Regions from separate parts of the Bactrocera dorsalis genome. Here region 2 is linked to region 1. The links are chromatin contacts, called in public Hi-C maps. All regions are on one chromosome and are shown on one strand. Each heading gives the region's core, a stretch centred on a gene start, on an enhancer-like site or on the middle of the called end of the contact. The rest is flanking DNA. Distances are from core to core; before and after follow the strand shown. Region 1 holds the start of LOC105228978 (protein GDAP2 homolog). Region 2 overlaps LOC105228978 (protein GDAP2 homolog).

Evidence for each region. Hi-C and Micro-C count contacts between places; a contact is called where the count stands out from the background.
Region 2: a contact with region 1 is called in a Hi-C map of whole body, with 4 times the contacts expected there. The contact joins the enhancer-like site here to the promoter of LOC105228978 in region 1. A contact is called at or near these places in 2 of 2 Hi-C or Micro-C datasets (both in whole body).

The regions. Positions count from the first base shown.
Region 1 is chr3:67,297,820-67,300,519 of ASM2337382v1, forward strand. LOC105228978 (protein GDAP2 homolog) reads left to right here and starts at 1,432. Exons shown (of 15, transcript XM_049451810.1): 1 at 1,432-1,584.
Region 2 is chr3:67,339,832-67,342,531 of ASM2337382v1, forward strand. It overlaps LOC105228978 (protein GDAP2 homolog), which reads left to right. Exons shown (of 15, transcript XM_049451810.1): 3 at 158-221; 4 at 396-547; 5 at 618-760; 6 at 823-955. The coding sequence starts at 162. Among protein-coding and RNA genes, the nearest start is that of LOC105228978, 42 kb to the left of the region's middle. Within about 2 kb of position 1,435, the one cell type or tissue checked has open chromatin away from gene starts, as enhancers often do.

The DNA of each region.
Region 1 (2,700 bases), core at 182-2,681:
CGATTTCTTAATTTTGTGCTTAGTTATAGTACTTAAAACGTTTTCGGTTAATGGCGGTTAATGGCGACTTGTGGGGGTGGCAGTCCTTCAAATACGCCCATCTACGAACTCGTATTTTTTCTTGTACTAAGGAACCCGCATACCAAGTTTCATCAAAATATCACAATTTTTACTCAAGTTACAACTTGCACGGACGGACGGACAGACTGACAGTCAGCCAGATTTCAAATTTTTTTGGTCATCCGGATCGTTTATGTATATATATAACCCTTTATCATCTCACTTAGTTTTAGGTAATACATATTATACATACAACCATTATAGTTACTCTGTAGCAAGAGGTTGCACGAGTATAAAAACTACTAAAACCGCGATAAATCAATTATTAAATACGTCAGGTACAAAAAAATGTATCCCGAGATGGCATTAGAGGACTTTAAAGAAGCTGGGTCAACGGCTGAATACTATATACAAAACTTGTATACTATACCTTAGACCCCATATACCTAATATTCTCGGATTTTCGAACCTCCGGTTAACTTTATCGACCAATATGTATGTAATATGTAAGTGAGCTTGTTTTTGTAATAACTTTGCATATATGTAAGTGTGAAAATGAAAATCAAGTATAGGTTCGTAAAATCATTATTTATTACATCAAAGCTGTCTTCAGAATTACATATCTACATACATAAGTAGGTATGTACATATGTACATATGTAAATCTGCAGTTTTTTATACAGTGTCTATCGAACTACACAAAAGCACAGTGTCTTCATAACTGTATACGAAAGCTCGTCGAAGCTTTTATACACAATAAGCTTATAAGCACAAAATTAGTCAAGTAACCGTGTCTAAAAAACCGAGTTTAATTTACAACAACAACAACAGCATCAGCGCGGGAGTAAACATTTTAAGTTCTCTGGTACAACAATAACAACTAGCAATTATTTTGGAGAAGAGCGGTGCTACACATGTTAGATAAGCGAGTTAGTATGGAAAATGAGTAATATATGGCTTGTATGTATGTAAGTATAAATGTACATACATATGTATTATATGTTTGTACAACAAATGAGCGCTCATTGCACACAGCTCGGCAGTTCTCTCTACGCTGACATTTTGTAGTTATGGTTAGGAGACGGAAGAGCCATGGCACGGAAGTACACCTGCATACACATTTGCATACTAACTCTGAGTTCACACTCACATATATACTATACATATGTCCATACATATGTATGTAGGTATTTGCTTACTGCCTTCAAAGTAGTAGATTGTGCATTGTGGGTGATTGGAAGGCGCACAGAGCGCGATAGCGGCTTGGAATTGTCTACTCACATGGAAAGCACGGTATATAGCGCCGCTTTTAAGCGTTTGTATGTATACGTGTGTAAGTGTGTGAGCTACTCGTAGCTACAATAATGGCTTTACTTGACTGCTTGTTAAATGGCTTAGCTCAGTTCCAATTCTCACGCTCGCCCAGTCGATTGATTGTACGGTTTAAGAAGCAGAAAACAAAGCAAAAATAATATAAAAACTTAGTTAGAAGAACGTTGAGGCGCGTTTGAGATATTTTTAAAGGTATTGCAGTGCATAGAAAAGTATTGAATCTTATATATACATATGTATGTGCATACAAATATAGCTGATTGATGCGTTGCTTGTCGAAAAATTTTGCTTAAATTGAAAGAAAAAAGTTTTGGCTAAATCGAAGTATTGTGAAATATCCAAAATTGTGCAAATTGAAAAAAAAAATATTTTCATTGCAAAAAAGTTGTGGCCAAATTGTGGTGCGTGTGTGCGGTCTGGCAGTGAGAAAATTCGCAGCTACCACGTTTGCTAAAATCGAAGTGCTAATTTGCTTACAAACGCTGACATGTATATTATGTGCATATGTATACATATATTTGCAAATATATGTACAATACATATATAAATATATTTACTTACATATTGTGGTATATGTTTTATGTAAAAGTCTGGCTTTGACTGCGTGCATAATGAAATTTGTATAAATACTCATGTAGATAGCTATCTAAATATACAACAACAACAAATAAAGTGTGTAAAATTTAACAAAAAAATATTCTTAACATAATTCGTGCGTAGTGACAGCGTTTGTATATTTCCACAAGTGCCACAGACTCAGCTGGGCCTAAAGCGTCAGCTTTTCTTGCTGCCTTACTTGCCAATTAAACACATTCGCATTGTTTTTGCATTAGTAAACAATAAAAATAATATTTAACTCAACTTTTTATTGATGTTTTTCTCAAATTTCTTGCTACAAATTGTTTGTTCTTCAATTGAAAATTGCCTTCGAATGCGTGCTGCTTGCCAACTCGCTGCTTCTGCGTGGGCGATGGCCTCCTGAAGCGCTATAAAATTTACTAAAAGCAGTTAAATTTGCTAAGCAGTTAGTGTTTCCATAGTTCATACCCATTCAAAACGCTAATTTAACTTTCGTAGCTCATCAGCAACCAAAGCAAAGCAACTTCATCAACAACTCCAACTGACAGCCACCATTGACACCATATTCCCACACGCTCGCTGTTCGCTACTTTGTTGTTTAACTGCAGCTCGTTGCTTGTCGCTCATTTCCAGTCCAAACAACAAAAATACATACACACATACATACACATGAATGTACATATCTTGCTTGCTTCCTCTGCTTTTCTATCTTTTGGTGTCATCGTTGTT
Region 2 (2,700 bases), core at 185-2,684, 42 kb after region 1:
TCGCGTGCGTCCACGTATTGCCCAATCAATAGCGCTTGTATTATATCATATCTAGTAACTTAAAAGCCACTACATAGATACATATATATACACACACATACGTATGCTAGTTATATCGCTAATGAAATACTTTTGCACGTCGCTTCTTCCTTTGCAGAGACATGCGCCTTGATTCCAATTCCAATGAGGATTGTAAGACGTCGTCAGACTCGACATTGTGCGTAAGTAATCGACGCCTTCAACAACAATTCGTACAAATGTATATACGAGCATATGCGGTCGCATGTTCGCATCAATGCAGCGACGTTAATAAACAATTAACGGTTGATTTTATTTCTCTTCCATTTACATGCTCACCTCCAACACTCGCCTCCAACCACCAAAAACCGGAGCAGAAAGTAAAATTTGACACACTCTCAGTCTGGGGTGGCTCAGAGAAGACAGATACCCGTCTGCCAATAACGGACTACTCCACTTTGGGCGGACCACGTCACAATTGCAGTCCATTTCCGTTATCAAAAGATGTTAATAATCGCTTTTTGTTGTGGTAATTGGCAATTACATCATTTAATTGATACATATATATGTATGTACCGTTATTTGCATTTTCATCACAGGGAGGGCGATGTAACCACACTCGAAGTGGACGCCATCACAAATACTATCGAGGAGACACAAAACGAGACTAATCCACTTGCCGAACGCATTTATGCCGCTGCCGGTAATCAATTGAAGGAAGAATTAAGCAATAACCTAAAAGGTGAGTATTTCAAGCATTTTAAATCTTCAAAAATTAATACTTCATTTCCTCTTCATCTGTAGAGTGCCGAACTGGCGAGGTGTGCGTTACGCGTGGCTACAATTTACCAGCCAAATTTGTGATACACACCGTCGGACCAGCTGTGAAGGAGACATTCAAAAGTGCTGCTGAAAATACACTGCATTACTCTTACAGGTAATGTGGGTGATTGGTAATGGTAATGGTTTATGATAGCACAGATCGCGAGTTGTTGCTTCTTTATGGAAATATGGCGCTATTTCGTGGCTACTTGGAGAACCCGTAGTAAAAGATCTGGCATATTTACGGCTGTAGAGCTTTTCATTCGTTAAAAACTCTTATAACTGTTAGAGTCTGTTCACTAATTCAGACCGTGAAAAATACTCACCTTGCTGAATACTTTCGACATCACTCGAGTACTCCATGGCATAGTGTCGAGATCTGATTTGTTTGTCATAATTTTGACCTTTGTGCACCCATCGCTGATCTCGATGTATTCATTTCTTAATAACCGAATAATCTGCCACGGTGCCCTTTCCGTCTCTACGCCATATTCTGTTGTCCTCCAAAGCCCTTGCGAATTTCCGACGATTGGCAAATTGGCTCTAATTAGCTGCATTATTTGGTGCAACTGAGATGGTGTGGCTATGTTCCAAGGATGGAATGTATTTTCTACCCTCCAGAAATCAGGCTTTGGGGTATAGTTTCCCAACTTTGACTATAGCCGCTCTGTAAAACTGGATCAATCTCCCATCGTCACATGGAATCATGTTGATTTGGCTCTGATACTATTTGGGATCAGTGACGGTCGCGGATTGCTTAATAATACTTCCAACGCCACGTATTTCAACACAGCTTGTACCCCCTTCCATTATCCTCTAGGAATTTTTCCTTCGGAATCAACGTCACCGACCAGCCGCTACTGACAGTTTAAGTTTAAAGTTGGGTATGCCATAACCGATTTTGCTTAATAAATGCATTCCTGGGACTCCTTTGTAGGTTCCTCATTGGTTAGCGTTTTGCAACTGTACCCTTCTGAGCAGATTTCCAGCACGAAGCTTCTCCGCATACCTCTTTTTTTTCTGGTCACCAACCTTAAAGTACGGCCTTTTTGGCAGATACACCACTAGCAGTCTCATCTTAGTATCCTCTTTTTATGCCCGCTTTGCAGACAGGCTCTAGTTACACTGGCTTAGTTTCAGTTACCGCTCATAATGTTGCCTTCCTGGAGCTAGCCTTAGCTGCAGCTCCAATGCTAGTGCTGGTGTTTTCACCTAAAGCAAGCTGCTGTATTTATTTTTGCAGTCTTAAAGCTCGTTGAAAACGCTACCCTCTTTACGAAACTTTTTCAGAAGATCCGGGCTCCTTTGGTATTCTATTACATGTGTTTTGACCCAAATTTCCACTTGCGCGTCAAAACTTAGCTACATACCTCTCAACTGCAACCGGCGCGAACTGTCTGCAGTCAGTCTCTGGCTACTGTGGTATCCTTTGAAATACCGTTGGCAGTGGAAAACAATCACTTGTCTGAAGAGAGCGCATTGCTGAACATCTTCTTATTAAGAATATCATTGAAAAATGGTTTTGTGATTAAAGGGACCATCTTTAAATAGATTGACTAGTCTCCCCACTACATTATTAGACAAATAAAGGAGGATTGCACCGCGAACTAAGGTCTATTGTGCCCTCTCCAAAGTCACAACGACTGATCTAGCCTCAGCAAATTGATAAATTCCTATATGTGATCATGCTAGATGCTATAGAGGCGATGGTCCTCGGTCCTCTATATTATCTTATAGTGGTAGACTGAACTCCTCAACTACAGAACATCTTAAATCTACTATTTTTAAACAAACTTTTGTATTTTACTTTTTCAATTTTCAAAATATTAAATGTATTTGTAATATTATTTTCCTTTTGCA